2 separate regions of the Mus musculus genome follow, and region 2 is linked to region 1. A link is a contact called in public Hi-C data. All regions are on one chromosome and are shown on one strand. Each heading gives the region's core, a stretch centred on a gene start, on an enhancer-like site or on the middle of the called end of the contact. The rest is flanking DNA. Distances are from core to core; before and after follow the strand shown.

The links. Hi-C and Micro-C count contacts between places; a contact is called where the count stands out from the background.
Region 2: a contact with region 1 is called in a Hi-C map of bone marrow-derived macrophages, with 15 read pairs. The contact joins two enhancer-like sites. A contact is called at or near these places in 2 of 39 promoter capture datasets (the C10 cell line and embryonic stem cells), 1 of 15 datasets of contacts at CTCF or cohesin (large pre-B cells), 2 of 484 Hi-C or Micro-C datasets (the AML12 cell line and bone marrow-derived macrophages), 3 of 115 datasets of contacts at active chromatin or transcription factors (embryonic basal ganglia, large pre-B cells and stem cell-derived neural progenitor cells) and 4 of 9 other capture datasets (adipose tissue, embryonic stem cells, embryonic tail and 1 more).

What each region holds. Positions count from the first base shown.
Region 1 is chr6:89,048,104-89,052,990 of GRCm38.p6, forward strand. No RefSeq gene overlaps it. Among named protein-coding and RNA genes, the nearest start is that of Gm36639, 27 kb to the left of the region's middle. Within about 2 kb of position 2,673, at least 6 of the 459 cell types and tissues checked have an H3K27ac peak or open chromatin away from gene starts, as enhancers often do. A contact at or near this core is called in bone marrow-derived macrophages, where this site is marked.
Region 2 is chr6:89,603,286-89,608,173 of GRCm38.p6, forward strand. It overlaps the pseudogene Gm52911. Among named protein-coding and RNA genes, the nearest start is that of Chchd6, 10 kb to the left of the region's middle. Within about 2 kb of position 2,941, at least 7 of the 459 cell types and tissues checked have an H3K27ac peak or open chromatin away from gene starts, as enhancers often do. A contact at or near this core is called in bone marrow-derived macrophages, where this site is marked.

The DNA of each region.
Region 1 (4,887 bases), core at 1,423-3,922:
CAGTCACTCCTCACAGACCCCAGGGGCAGAGAGGAGCAGCTTGCTCTCCCAGCCAGGCTTCCTCTTCTTTCTCCAGTGCTCCGTGACAATTGTGACCCTGGCTGTGGTGGGCCTGAGGTGAGATGGGAGCATCCCAGGGGATTCAGAGGAGACTTGGGGTGACTGAGAATAAACGAGAGTGGAGCAGACCAGAGGGAGACCCAGCCGGTGCCAAGCAGAGCGCACATGAGGAACCAGTGAACCAAAAGGCAGCCACATAGCCCAGGTAGGACACGTCCCCACCCAGTGAGTTCTTAGGCAGCTGACCAGCTTGGTAGGATTAGATCCGAAATGCCAGGGAATCTCTCCTGATGGTTCTCAGCTAATGACACACAGATCATTGGGGGAATGCCATTAAAGGAGATATTTTTATCTCTAGACTCTCCCTCCTCCTCTTCTTCGTCTGCCTGCTGCAGGTTAACAGTTGCTCTTTCATGGAGACATACTACTTTGCTATATTTCTAAAAAGTGGGACAAATTAAATGGGAGCCAATACAAACCTTCCCTCCTTACAAGACTTCTCAGATATCTTCTCATACTGACAGAACACTGATTCATACACCAACCACTTACCCATCCACCCACCCAAGCATCCATCCATCTGCCCAACCATCCATCCATCTACTCATCCATCCATCTACTCATCCATCCATCTGTCCGTCCATTCATCTGTCCATCCATCCATTTTGTTTTATCAGTAGCACTTATTGAGAATTTACCACACTCTAGGTACTGGACACAGCAGACGAAACCCTCATCCTCATGGAATTTAGAGTTTAGTACTGCAATGAATGAAGCTGACAGAAAATGGGAGTGTGGAGTGAGCAGGGCTGTAGTCTGGTATAATGTGGCTGGGTGCTTCTCCACAGGTGCCGCTGCATGGTACAGAAGCAGATTGGGATCCTGTTGGTGGCCAGCTGAGACCTTACACTAGAGATGTCTGGGCCAGCGGGTACAAAGACCCTGAGGTGAGGGCATCCCAGCTTCCTTAGGAAAAAGGACCAGTGAGAGGTGAAGATGGGCAAGACCTGGACTTTCCTAGACATGGCCACATCTAGGCCCTCACGAATATGAGAGAGAAAGCATGGAAGGGCGTGGCACCAAGTTCTCCAGCATCTCAGCTCATTGACATCTCTGCAGCTCACTCACCCCTGACAGCTTTCTCGTGTTCCTTTTGCCTCTGTAAGGCCATCTGCTGGAGAGAGCCCTGGGCAGTTTGGGATGGCAGCATCATAACTGACATATGTCCCCACTGGCCACTCAACCCCATCAACCAGGGGACTTACTCTTCTGTGCCAAAGCCTTGGGGCATCTCTCAGGGGCATTGTCATGGAAATTCTAACAGGAAGCCCCTTTGTGAGCAAAGTGACTAGGTATGGGGAGTGCTTGAGGAATCTCTGTGTACATCAGCCTTGGGGTTAGGGAACCCTGGAGATGGGGAGACACAGAGGAATGGGAGGGGGGAGAGAGGGAGGGAAGGAGGGAGGGAGGGAGGGGGAGTGAACTGTGTTAAGTTGGTTATGTTGCTGGGCCAGGCAGGTCCCTCTGCTGTAGCTGTCTGTGCTTGTCACCTGGGGCACAGCATGGGGCTCTCCATGTCTCCCTTGCACAGCATGGGACTCTCCATGTCTTCATTGCTTCCAGATCTCCTACATGTGTCTTTGCCCTGTGGGTTAGAGGTAGGGGCATCCTGACAGCTTTTAGCCTGGTAGAGGACAGATAACATATAATAAATTCATATTATGGTGACAATGTCCTCTTAACCGTTAGACAATGAAGCTAGCTGTTCACAAGGACCTTGCCCAGCCTCCCCTATAGTACACACACACACACACACACACACACACACACACACACACGCCAACAATTAAGGGTGGGAAGATGGCTTAGTGGGTAAAGTGTCTCACAAGTTTGAGGATCTGACTTCCTATCCTCAGAAGCCATAAAAAAACCAGGATCATGGTAATCCCATCACTGAGCAGAGCAGTGTGTGTGTGTGTGTGTGTGTGTGTGTGTGTTTGTGTGTAGAGAAGGTAAATCGCTGGTGTGGTGGTTTGAATATGCTTGGTTTGAATAGTGGTCCAGGTCCACTATTAGAAGGTGAGGCTTTGTTGGAGTAAGTGTGTCACCACGGAGGTGGGCTTTGAGACCCTCCTCATAGCTGCCTGGAACACAATCTGTTCCTAGCTTCTTTTGGATGAAGATGTAGAACTCTCAGCTCCTCCAGTGCCATGCCTGCCTGGACACTGCCATGCTCCCGCTTTGATGATAATGGATTGAACCTCACAACCTGTAAGCCAGCCCTTTAAATGTTGTCCCTTATAAGAGCTGTCTTTGTCATGGTGTCTGTTCACAGCAATGGAAACCCTAAGACACACACACACACACACACACACACACACACACACAAACACATACACGAAGGCCTAAGGACCTAGTCATTATGAAGGGTTGGAAGAGTGGAAGAGGGAGGGGGATGTAGTGGGGTCTAAGGGAAGACCTCCATGTTGGGAAAGAAGATCCTGGTGTCTAGAAGGGGAACTTCCATTGGCCTTGCTTCTAAGCTGACCTCCAGACTCCTGTTGACATTGACCACCAACTTCTGTTTTTGGTCCCCCCTCCTTCCTGACTTCCTCCTCCCCTCCGCTCCTCCTCTTTCCCCTCTTTCTCGTCCCTTCCCCCATCTCTCTATGAGACAGTCTGAGCAGAAGACACCCTGTCTGAGGAGCTTCCACTTAGAGCATGTCACTCTCGGTGTCTCTGCTCAGCAATGCGCTGTCTTGTGTTCTGTTCCATGATGGTGGCCCGAGCTGCTCACTCACTAATTCTGTCTGCTCTGGCTTCTGGAATGTTCTGTGCTTCCTGGCTCTACTCATTTCCGTTCTTTCACTCGACTCTGCCTCTTGGGAGTGGGGGAGTGCTTCTTGCATTTAATTTTGCTGGCTTATCTTTACATCATTTTTAAACGGACATATGCTGCGAAGCTGAACATCCAGAATAGAACGATAGCTATCTGTTGCTTTCTGTGTAGACAGACCTCCCTTCCCTGTGTTGCCGTCACACCTCCTTCTTAGCCTACATCACTCATTCCCACAGGATTGCGTGGCTGGAGCGGAAGGCTTTGCATTTTGAGGTCTGTGGGGCCCTAGAGCTGACTGTGTTCTGGCCTATCTAGGAGCTCCTGCCCTTTAGCACTGTGGGAACCTGGGCTTCCGCTGGGTTACCTCCATGGCCTCCTGGAATTTTAAAAGGACTCTAAGTTTACTTTGACTTCCGTCTTTAGTTATGCCCAGTCAGGCTAGGTCTTAAGGACTAACCTTTCTGGGCACTGGCTGAGTCCCTCTTGCTCAGCACATGACCTGGATTTCCCACTGCCTCTATGCCTCTGCAGTACAGCCTTCTGCCTTTCTCCCTGGAGTATGGCCTGTTGGAGGTACTGGGCCAGAGCACCCACTCTGCTCTTTTCCTTCCTCATCCTCTCCCTCTTCCCATCCTCTATTACCCCCTCCTTCTTTGCTGTGTTTCCCTGTCTGACTTCCAACTTGCAGTGATCCTCCTGCCTCTGCCTCCCAAGAGTTGGGGTTACAGGCGCTCACCACATCCTCTTCTTGTTTCCAACCATCTTCTTCATGGGTGGATTGTGCTACTCCTGCAGGTGGGCATCTGTTGGCTGTCTACCGCCTTCTGCATCCCAATGGCAGATGCGGTTGTAGAAAACAAATTTATCTTAAAAGGAAACATTGTTTCACAGTTGGCTTGGCCTTCACGTGCTCGGTTGAATGTGCTTGATAAATTGCTATAGACTGCGTGTTCCTGTTCCCAGACTCACACACCAGAGTCCCGGTCCCTGAGATGAAGGTTTTAGGAGGTAGGCCTGTAGGAGTCCACCGGACCATGAAGATAGGGCCCCAGGGAATGGAAGAGGACAAAGAGGGCTGACTTACCTCCCCCCACTTTGTGGGGACACAGCAGAGGGTTGCCTCTCCCGCCCCCCATGAACCAGGCAGAAGCTAACACCTTTCCCTTAGAGTTCTCAGCTTATTGAACTGGTAGCCTTAACTCCCTCTTGTTTATAAGATACCTAGCCCAGCCTCTGCAGAGTGTGTGTGCACAACAGCAGTCTCAATGGACCAGGACTCAAGCATTCTGGAATAGTAAACAGACCAACAGAAGCTGAAGCCTCGCACACAAGCCCCAGATGCCACAGCCTTGTGTCACCTGTGGTAGTAGCCTCCCCCTCCGGGGTACCACGAAGTTGGCAGAACACCAAGGAGGGCCTCTGTGAAGGCAAAGCCTGGACATGACGGGCTAGGGAGAGAGGTGTCAGAATTGCTCCAGCGGAGCAAAGTTGTGTGGGCTTTCTTGGTAACCAGGAAGGATCAGTGCGGGTGGTGGGCAGAGTAGAGGAAGCTCAGTGGATGAAAGGGAGGGGCTGCACCTGGACAGTGGGGTGATGCTGGGGGCGTCCCCCTCTGCCCTGCTGCTGCCTTCAAAACAGGGACCTGACCTTTTGCCTGGTGCTCTTGGTTCTGTCTGGAGCTTCTTGGCGCCCACTGCTCTTCCCTCTCAGTGTAGCTCAGGGAAAGTGATGATTACTATGGACTGTCAACCTGACAGGCTCCAGGCTCTCATAGAAGACAAACCTCTAGGTATTCCTGAGGGGGAATTTCTAGATTTCCTTAACTGAGGTGTGAAGACTCAGCCTGACTGTGGGTGACATCATCCCACAATCTGGGGTTGAATACAAAGGAGAAAGTGAGCTGAGCCCTGACTGACATCATGTCGTTCTGCTTCATGGCTATGGAAGTCATGAGACCAGCTGCCCACAGCCCTGCTGCTGTGGACTGT
Region 2 (4,888 bases), core at 1,691-4,190, 560 kb after region 1:
CTAAGCAACCTTGGGAACATAATTTTATCTCTCCTCCCTCTCTTTCTCTCTAGCAACTTGATCAAGGAACCTCTTACAGGACCTCTATGAATCCATCCACTTCGTTAGATGCATAGCAGGGCTCTCTATCTTGTTGCAGAGTTTCTTGCTGGTGATGATGGGGATCCCCTCATACATGCACTTGGACCAAGTACATATAGGACTTCTTGATGATGACCCAGGCCACCTTCTTCACAGTCTTGGTATGAACATGGCCCATTTTAGTAAGTACCCAGCTAAAATTAGCTTAAGGAAGAAGACTAACACTACAGTCATCACACTCCCTGGCTTCAAAATATATTGCAAAGCTAATGTAATCAAAACAATAGAACACATAGTCTAAAGCCTAGTAATAAATTCATGTTAGCTAATCATTGGTGCTAACATACAGTGGGTAAATGAAAGTCTTTAATAAATGATGTTAGTAAAACTGCTTTTCATACTCAACATAATACAATTTTCCTTGAGTTGTGCACAAAAATCAACTACAAATAGGTCAGAAACTCAAATGTAAGATCTGAACCTGAAATACCCCTAAAAGAAAGTATAGAAGAAAAGCTCCTTAATATTGAGCTTAACACTAATCCTTTAGATATGACACCAAAAACCACAGTCAACAAAAGCAAAATAAGCAAGTATGACTACATTAAAGAGAAATGGCTCAGTGGTCTAGAGCACTGATTGCTCTTAAAGAGGACCTGGGTTCAATTCCTACCACTCACATGGTGGTTCACAACCATCCATGCATCCAGCTTCAGAAGATTCCATACCCACTTCTGACTTCTGTGGGCACAGGCAAAACATTCATACATATAAAGTAGAATAAACCTAATAACAAGTTTTTTAACAACAAAACAAAGAAGGCTTTGTACAAGCTGGTAAGTTATTCCAGCAGGCAAAGGTGCTTGCTGACAGTGCTTGAGTTTGTTCCCTGGGACTTGCATGGTGGATCAAGAAAACGACTTCCATGAGCTGTCCCCTGACTTCTTTTATATATATATATATATCTAAGCTTTACTCTTTTTTTTAAATATTTTTATTACATATTTTCCTCAATTACATTTCCAATGCTATCCCAAAAGTCCCCCATACCCTCCCCCCCACTTCCCTACCCACCCATTCCCATTTTTTTGGCCCTGGCGTTCCCCTGTACTGGGGCATATACAGTTTGCGTGTCCAATGGGCCTCTCTTTCCAGTGATTACCGACTAGGCCATCTTTTGATACATATGCAGCTAGAGTCAAGAGCTCCGGGGTACTGGTTAGTTCATAATGTTGTTCCACCTATAGGGTTGCAGATCCCTTTAGCTCCTTGTGTCCCCTGACTTCTACATGCATGCCATGAATGTGGTATGTGTGCTCATGTGCGTGCACGCAAGTACGCGCGCACGCACACACACACACACACACACACACACACACACACACACTGGTAAATGTAATTTTAAAATTAAAAAGTCTTACATAGCAAAGGAAGCTTCTAAGAAAGTGAAAATGCAGCCTAAAGACTGAATTATTTGCCAGCTAGATAACTCATACTAAAGGGTTAACAATATCCAAGATATTAACTTAAAAGCAAGAAGTAACCCAACTCTAAAATGTACAAAGGACTAGAACATGTCCTTTCCCCCCCCCCTACATATCATGCAAATAGCACTAAAACACATGAACAACATGTGTTTTCTGGTGTTCAACATTACCAGTCAGCTCAGAAATGCGGATCCAAACCAGTCTATCACCACTCTCTGTTAGGATGACCACTATCAAAAAGACAAGTGATGACAGCTATTGGTAAACACTGGCAGGAAGGAAACCCTTGCACACAGTTGATGGAAATATAAATTGGTACACCCAATATGGGAAAGGATATAGAAGTCCCTCACATTTTTAAAATATGGTGGGGGGATACACACATACACACACACACACACACACACACACACACACACACACAATGGCCACAGTGAGGGAACAAATGTCTATAATTCATAGGTTATTTGCTCTGCAGTGAATATGGGGGTGTTGATAAAAGAATATAAACTTTCGTTATAAGATGAAAAGGCTTGGGGATCTAGTGTGCAGCTTGAGTTGTGAATGACATATTGACTAATTTGATTGTAATAAGCATTACACAGCATGTGTTTGTACACCTTGTACTCTTTGAATGTATATGATCTTTATTAATTAAATATATGTAATTAGGTTTGTTGTTATTGTTGTTGTTAGAGGCATGGTCTTACTTTGACACCCTGGCTGACATAGAACTTCTATGTAGACCATGCTGATTTCAAACTTGCCCCCCAAATGTTGGGATTAAAGGTGTTCAATCTGATGCCCTCTTCTGGCTTCCTTAAGCACTGCACACACTTGGTGCATAGGCATACATGCAGGGAAAAGACCCAAACACATAAAATATTCTTGAATACTGTTCCATGATTAAAATTTGATCGTAACTACACACACAGTGGTAACCAATGGCTAGATTAACTACCTTAATTGTGGTGATCCTTTCGTCAAGATTCGTCAAGTCTTGTATATCTTAAATATACCCAATTTTGTCATTTATAACATAATAAGCTGGGCTGGGGTGCTGTGGTGCCCAAACATAGGCATGATTCTATTGAAAGTTGTACTCCAGTGCTCCTATGGATCAGGTTGAAGCCTGTCACCAGCTTTGACCATGTCACATCAGCCAGCCATTGGCAGCTGAGGATAGTTCCCTAGAGAAGGTGACATCTGTGACTCATCAATGTCCCACATACCCAGGCACTGGGAAATGGCCTCAGTGGTCAGTAAACAAAAATCTCGATGAGAAACCTCAAATATCCATTACATGGCCCAGACATTTTCAGGGTATCCTAGGAGACGCAAATGGATTCTCCATTCAGGAAAGTCTGGGTCAGATGATGAAGTGACTAATACAATGACCTCCCCCTAAAAAGTCAGCAAAATGAGTCAGAGCCAGGGAACTCCTGAAACTGTGCCTTCAGCGTTGCTGTGAGAGATCCTGGTGGACCCTTGAGATACCACAAGTCCTCCAGGGAGGGGTGTGCACATGCCCAGTTCACAGATAACTGAGGAGCAAACAGAAAAAAGTAGTGTTATAAATCAAAAGTAAGATGACTGCTTTTTCTGGTGCTGGAATCAAACCTAGGATCTCATGCTAGGCAAGCACTTTGTCACTGAGCTTCTCCTCCCAGCTCCTGACAACATTGAAATAAAGGCAATGTGATAGGAACGGAGAGGAAAGGGCAGGGAAGGATGCTGTCCATATTAATCCATGACCGATTAATTGAGTCTAAAAATTCCCATTGCGATGATCCCACCTAAGACCCAGGGAACTGAGGCTCTGGAGAAAGTAAAGTGTGACACCTCTTATTGGCTGTCACATACCCATCCCTCTCCCTACAACAGAATGCCAATTTCCTTCTGTCTAGCCATGTACCCCTCTAGGAAAAGGGGCCTGGTTCCCACTGGTCAAATTTGAGTCAATTTGAACATCAAGAAAGACAGTAAATGAGGCCAGCGAGATTACTCAACAATTAAGAGCATTTACTGTTCTTAGTGAAGAACTAGGTACAGTTCTCAGCCCCAGCATGGCAGCCCATGTCTCTAACTCTGGCCTCTGTAGACTCCTGCACACAAGTGGTGCGTATAAACTAATGCAGGCACATGCATATACATAAAATAAACCTTTTTAAATGAATGATAAAAATAATGGCTTATAATGCATTTAATATTTTAAAAAATCCACTAGCCCAATTTTAAACGTGTGTGTGTGTGCGCACACATATGGTATAGGAGGGGCTCACGTGTACCACCTTGCACATGTTGGGGTCAGGAGAACTTATGTGAGTTGGATGTCTCTTTGCACTATAGACTCTAGGGATCAAATTCAGATCATCAGACAGGCATTTCAGCCAGTTGAGCCAACTCATCAGCTCCAAACTGTCTTTTTTTAAAAAATAAGGATTTGTTTATTTTATATATGTGAGTACACTGTCTTCAGACACACCAGAAGAGGGCGTTGGATCCTGGTACAGATGGTTATGAGCTACCATGTGGTTGCTGGGAGTTGAACTCAGGACCTCTGGAAGAACAGACAGTGTTCTTAACCACTGAGCCATCTCTCCATCCTCATCTGCTCCATTATCCCATCCTAATGAGGGAAACGGATAGAAATGGTAAAGGGATGCAAACTTTCCCTTTTGAAGACTTGAACATATTTGTGCAGATGGGCACATGCATGCCACAGCAGGTGGAGAAGTCAGGAGAAAACTTGTAGACATCAGTTCTTTCCCTCTGCCCTGTGGAGTCCAGTGCTTGATATCAGGTTATTACACTGGGCAAAGTGCCATTGCCTGCTGAGCCATCTCAGTGGCCCAAAATCTCTTCTTTATAAATAAAAATACCAGCTAGTCAATGCCAAAAAAATATTAAGATTTTTTTTTAAATTGCCATTTTGCTACCCTCAGTGAAATTTAATGAAGCTGGCGCAAGTCATCAAAACATATTAAAGCCACTAGATGCAAGGTTAAGAAGCAGACCATTCCCCCAGCCTTTTAGTTTTGAAAGATGTCTTACTATTTACCAGTAAATGCTGTATTATGATGAGGAGGCCTGCTGGTCACTACTTTTACTTAATGACCATGCTTCAAAAATTCTGGGAGAAAAAAAAATGTGTGCTCCTCAGCGGAACTATGTAGCAAGCTGCTGTGGAGTGTTCCAGTCAGTGTGTGCCCCGAATCTACTGGGGTAGGGGGGATAAATCCCCCCCCCAAGCCCAGCCCCAGTAGATTTATTTTTAAAAGTGTGGGATGGGGTCAGGGTGGGGAGGGTTGTACACATGA